Regions from separate parts of the Zea mays genome. Here region 2 is linked to region 1. A link is a contact called in public Hi-C data. All regions are on one chromosome and are shown on one strand. Each heading gives the region's core, a stretch centred on a gene start, on an enhancer-like site or on the middle of the called end of the contact. The rest is flanking DNA. Distances are from core to core; before and after follow the strand shown. Region 1 holds the start of LOC100383198 (Endosomal targeting BRO1-like domain-containing protein). Region 2 holds the start of LOC100274384.

What was found. A called contact is a pair of places that touch in the nucleus more often than the background predicts.
Region 2: a contact with region 1 is called in a Hi-C map of leaf, with 5 times the contacts expected there. The contact joins the promoter of LOC100274384 here to the promoter of LOC100383198 in region 1. A contact is called at or near these places in 2 of 25 Hi-C or Micro-C datasets (ear and leaf).

Annotation. Positions count from the first base shown.
Region 1 is chr1:233,340,559-233,343,413 of Zm-B73-REFERENCE-NAM-5.0, reverse strand. LOC100383198 (Endosomal targeting BRO1-like domain-containing protein) reads right to left here and starts at 1,350. Exons shown (of 8, transcript NM_001175860.1): 1 at 586-1,350; 2 at 1-54. The coding sequence starts at 1,266.
Region 2 is chr1:233,535,008-233,538,335 of Zm-B73-REFERENCE-NAM-5.0, reverse strand. It overlaps LOC100274384, which reads left to right and starts at 1,575. Exons shown (of 3, transcript NM_001148744.2): 1 at 1,575-1,919. The coding sequence starts at 1,602.

The DNA of each region.
Region 1 (2,855 bases), core at 101-2,600:
ACTTAGAGGAGGTGCACTGAGAGCTGCATATGCTTCTTCATAGAATATGCCCACCTGAAAAGATATGTGAACATGTGATGACCAAGAATTAGTTAGATAGCACATTGACACCAAAGTTTTGCAGAAGAAAGAACTGTGTGGCATCATGAATAAGAATGTGCTGTATTAATAGTAGCTAGAAATGAACCGTGCAACTCATATACAATTAAGTCCTCATATAAAACTAAATCGAATCAATTGTAGGAACTAATCTCACAACTGGATACACACATGAACTTGCTTGTTAAGTCCTAAATATATTCAATCAAACAAGTTAACCACCCCATATGCCTATCAAATTATTCTAGAATTAAGTTTACCTTGATGTTAGATAAAAGGACTTCCATTGTTAAGGTTTAGCATAGTATAATTCTCTGTTAGTTATAAGCCTTCAACACTACAGCATCGTGAATTCACTTTATGACTGGTAAACATATTGTCAATGCTTAAACAACTTAAGCAACATTCAGAGCATTCATTCATTCCACATCAATCCAATCTAAGCTCCCAAACCGCAAACCTGAACAACAGAAAGTAACCACGCACCTGCCGCGCCACCTTGGAGCACAGCGCTGGTGGCTTCCCTCCACCTATGACCTTCTCGAAGAAGCACTCCTGCGCCTGCGCGAGCATGAGTTTCTCCAGCATGCCAGCGCACTCGGGCGTGATGTCCACGGTGGTGGTTCCCGCAGCAACAGCCTTGGCTGCGACCCCGCTCTCCCTGAGCCATGCGAACGCCCCCGCCGCACTCTGGAAGGCACCGCACGCGGTCTTGATTCCGACGTCGGTGGAGCGGTCCGCAGCGACCGCGATCTGGGAGTAGACGGCGCCGAGGTTGAACAGCACGGAGGCCTTCTCGAGGTGGATGGAGGCGAGGGCGCACTTCTTGTTCCCCTTGAAGGCGTCGTGCCAGGTGAAGGTGAGGGAGTGGACGTGGGCGCGGTCAGGGGAGATGGGGAAGCGGGGCTCAACGAGTGCCAGGGCCCGCGCGTAGGCGAGGAGCGCGTCGCGCCGCTGCTCGAGGGAGGACGGGTCCGGGAGGGAGGGCTGCTCGACAGCGGCGCGGAGGTCGCGCACCACGCTAAGGTCGTCGTCGGCCGCCGCGGCCTCGCGTTCCGAGTAGGTGGAGGCGATGTAGAGGCGCAGCGGGCGGTAGAGGTCAGTGGCAGTCGTTTTCTTCTCGTGAATCGCAAGCATCACGTTAGAGGACCCCGCCGCCGACGCCATTGGGTGCGGGCGCGGTGGCCAGAGGCGGAGCGGAAGGGGAGGGGAGGCCGGGAGGGGATCGGAGGATGGGGTGGGGTTGGGTGCTTCGACGAAGGAAACTTTAGACTTCGGAGCACACGAAGGAAACTGTAGAAGAGAATGCTTCGCCGCGTCGAGGAAACTGGTGCCTTGAGATCCGTGCAGGCGGATGGCTGACCGCCTGACCGACGTCGGGGTTGTAGGCGGTGTGTGTCCGTGCCTCCGTGGTCGAAATCGGAACGGAACGCGTCGTCAGTTTTGTTTTAGCGAGTAAACATGGAAAACATAGGACACAATAGGAGATGATATAGAGAATGAGCAGTTACACAAACAAGTTTAAAATATGAAATAATATAGAGAATGGGATAGGTATCTGCATTTATCAGGAATAAGGCTTAAATTGCTCTAGGCGATTAAAGCTTATAGCCTTATATACAAATGATAATGATTGTTGTCCAAGTAATCCTTATCTACAAACGTGCAAACAGCTTTCTAGACCATCAAGTTAGATCTAACCGACTAACCGTATATCACATTTAACATTTAAACTCTTCCACCGTACGCTCTCGCAACATTATAAAAAAACCTCCTAACAAACTACTATTACATCTAAGATTGGATTATGATCTAACTGACTAGAAGGCTCGCTTACATGTTTACATCTAAGACCTGCTTGCACAGAAGTCGTTGACTATACAAATTAGGTAATCATTTCTGGTCGAAATTGTTCTAGTCAATGGTTTCCTTGAAACCAAACACGTCTTTAGTTTTATTCCACTCTTTGTTGCTATCTTTGGAGCATCTCCACTAGTTCCTAAAGACTCCTTAAATTTATTTAGGGTGTTAGTAATAAAAAATTTTGCTTCAAATTTTCCTTAAACGAGGTCCCTAAATATACCAACTTTTTAAATCCTTGTTTAGTTCCTAAATTTAGGGAGTTGTTTCACACTCCCAATAGTCAGTTTTGCTTATCAATCACACCGTGAAATCATTGGTCTGCTATTAAATCGTACCATGTATAAGTGATGCATTTTAAATGATTTAAGCTGCGAAAATGATGAATTTACCATCAAGTTAGCATAATTTAAATATATTTAACAACCTTAGAATTAAGAACTATTGGAGGTTAAGATTATTTGTGTTCCCAATATATATTTAGCAGTTTACTAAATCAGAGTTTAGGAAGCTTTTAAGTGAGCTAATGGAGATGCTTTTAGGCCTCGTTTGGCTATAGGTGTAGTGCACACTAGGACGCTACCACCCACTGGTGCAGTCCCCTGGCACGCTTACTATCAGTTAGGATATTTACCATCGAGCAGGGTAGCCCTGTCGTCATTTGGCTATAAAAGCACACCACCCCTACCGTCATTTGGCATGGTTGTCACTGTCTACAATAGCACACTGTTGCTATACATGTACATGTGGGCCGGCCTGGCCCGGCACGGCACAGGCCCACAAAAGCACATATCTAATTATGGGTCGTGTCGTGCCAGCACGTGTGCCCAGTCATCGGCCCACGGCACGGCCCACAATTAGTTATGTGTGTCAGGCCGGCCCAAATAGCCTAAAAT
Region 2 (3,328 bases), core at 326-2,825, 190 kb before region 1:
CACGGCACGGCACGGCATGGCATGGCATGTGTGGATCCGACGGCAGGAGGCGGACGGAGTTGGCGTGCAATTACTTGATGAATCGTGTGGTGTTGTCGTCTTATAGTCAAGTGACCCGCAAATGCAGTGTCTGGGATTTGTCATCAGGTCAGGACATGACACAGGGACCCATTAATGGCACCGCCTTTTTTTTATTCTTGGGAAGTCTGAGGTCTTTGCACTATCTATCTGTGCTCCTTCATGAACACTGACTAGTTTAATGGAACAAAGCACGCATGGGTGGAGTCGTGGAGTGAAGAGGTGGTGCCGCTAAGCCACCATTTTTTGTTTTCTGACAGGAAGATGGAATGCAAGATGAAGGCCGCCGATCAAGCGCCAACAGACTCGGGCCCATTACCCGCTGCTGGAACCTGGAATACCCGCAAACATAACCCCCCCCCAACCCAACCTTTTGCTTTAACATAGCACAAAGAAGGCCGCGAAGAAGTTGGGTTCGGTCTTGATAATTGAGAGACACCAGACCTGACATTCTCAGTCGCGTTCGGCGTGAGCTGAATGATTGATGTGATTTCAGGCGCTACGGAGTCGGTCGTTGAGGCTTGTAATTGCGACTTGCTTCGTTCCTACCTACCTAGTAGTACTCTCATACAGCGGTAGAGTGGAAAAAAAGAGAGATATCTGAAATTGACTGCGAGTGAAATCCATCATAGATGTATTTGGTAAGGGGTCTAGCAGTACAAGTGTGTTCAGTTCATCGGGGACCGAAAAAAAAAGATCGAAGCTGGCTCGATCTTGAAAAGGCTCAGGAGCATCGAGCAAGCTGTCGGTTTTTCCATCTAGTAGATGGAATGAGCCAAGCCGAGCCATTTAGACCTACCAACCGTGTCAAACTAAGTAATTTATAAAATAACAATATATATTAAATAATTTTATAAATAATAGAATTATTTCTTAGCTTTTGATTTAATTTATTTTATAATGTAATAATATTAATTAGGATGTAGCTTGAGCCTACCTTTAGACGAGTCAAGCTTTATTCTTAAACTCATGTAATGGACGAGCCGAGTCTAGCTAAGGTAGAACCGTCATCGAGCCGTCTCGTTTCCGGTGTTCATACTTTTGGAGTGGCCGTTCGTGTTTGATGAATATTTTACCGATACTCGTATCTTGTGGTCGAGTTGCACTTTTGTGGTTGTTCATTAAAGAATAACAATATTATTATTCAATCGGCTGGCGGATAAGCGTGGATTATCGGCTGCGACTCGCTGATTCTGGCAGAGCTGTTTATATTGTTGTTGCAGAGCAAAGTCAACAGCTGCAGCGGCTACAGAAATTGAACTGACCGAAGCCAATTTTTTAAATTTAATTATTTTGTAGAAAATACTACCAACATTTATATCTTTAGCTAAGATTGTTAAAATACTATATTCACTAATTAATACAACAATATTTTAATATCATAAGTATCATTTTTATATAAACTTAAGCAAAATTAAAATTATTTGAAAAGTGAAAGTGGGAATCGCATGACCCGGAGCACCGGCCGAAGCAGGCCGAAACCCAGCCCGAGAAAGGAGGAAGAAAAACTAGAAACCCTAGCGATGCTGCAGATCCGCCTGAGCAAGATTGGCTCGTCGGACTCCGGCGGTGCCGCCGCTAGCACGGCAGCTGGCGCCGGCGCCCCCGCCGCGGTTGGGGCGGCTGCGGCGCTCGGTGGCAGCATCCTGGAATCGGTCACCGTGGCATGCCCCGACCACCTCGTGATCGCGGACCTCCCCGTCGCGAAGAGCCTCGGCGCCGTCACGACCTCCGCTGCCGCCGCCACGCGCGCCATCGGCCGTCGCTCCCGTCGCCCGCTCGGGGAGCGCGTCCACATCTGCTCCCGCTGCGAGTTCCCCATCGCCATCTACGGCCGCCTCGTACGGACTTGCTAAGCCCTTTTCTTTTATGCGGCTATCAAACCTCGAACATGTTCCGCTCGTGTTGCTGCTAAGGAAATTAGAGGTTTAGTTAACCGCGTGTGTTGTTGAGCCATTTACCACCACAAACCCTACTATTCCTCTGTTGATAGCATAAGTGAAAATGGAGCAGCGGATGTGCATCATTTTTGTTTTATGCGCCTGTGTTTAGACTGTTGGACAAAAATACCGATACTTATTGTAGTAGCTCAGCGGGAATGGCTATTGCCTCAGTGTTCTAGCGATTCCATTGTAAGGAGTGCCAATGTTATCTCGTTCTGTTTCTGGCAGACAGTCAAGGGAAGCTAAGATCTACTGGTTAGCGATTGAATGAAGGCAGTATTGCCGTTCTCTTACAATGCTAGTACATCTATTTGACTATTTGTTTTAATGGACCACACAGGATTTGCTTTTTGGTGATACTGACCTAAGGAATGGATAAATAGACTACTCACAGTTTCATTCAATTGCGTCATGAAATAATATTTTGGCTTCAGTTGCCACTCTGGCTTTTAAGCTTGATCTAGTCATATCTATAGCAAATCGAGCATCTCCAAAACTCCATCATCCAATTCTCCTAATGACTTGCAAAAGACATAAGAATCTATATGAGTGTTATATTGTAAGATACAATGCTTCATGTGAAAACTTGATGGAGAATTCAAGTACATTATACATCTTTGAGTCTCGGAGGAGATCCATTGATCCAGTTCCTTACATGATAGTTGATACCTAGACAACTAGGAAGTGCAGCTTGCAACTCAGGCTGCTTCATCATCCTCATGCGCTTCATCCCCAGTTTTTTCTGCCATCTAATCACAGCCTGGGAAAAAATCAAGCAAGAAGAACATTAGATCAGTTATCAGTAGCACTAATTGATTCTACTAAGTACTAACTCGCTAGCAACTACTGGTTTCAGGCAAGGTCAAGGGAGGAGAGGTAATAAACTTACCGCTGAGTCGCTGCTGATCTGATGTGCCACTACGGGAGCGCATGTTGCGTGGTTGCACGCGGGCAGGCTTGTTGGTAGCGTGTGTCACTAGCTCACTGCGGTTGTCGCTGTGGGCCTTGAGGTGGATCCATAGCTGTGCGACTGTAGTTCTTAGAGGGTAGAAATCAGAAGGGGAAACAGTGGAATGTAGAGTTAGCGGAGAGGAAAGGAACTCACCTCACTGTCGCTGGTTACCAGGGGTCACCACTCCTGGAGTTGGGGCAACAGGGAGGTAGTGCAGCACTGCAGCTGCACACCCACGTGTTTTCGCTGTGGCGACCAGAGCAGGGAATGACCTGAGCGAGCAGTGATTGTCTTCAAATACCAATCTGTTAACTGGGCTGGACCATATTCAACAGAGGAATAGATGTGGTGATAT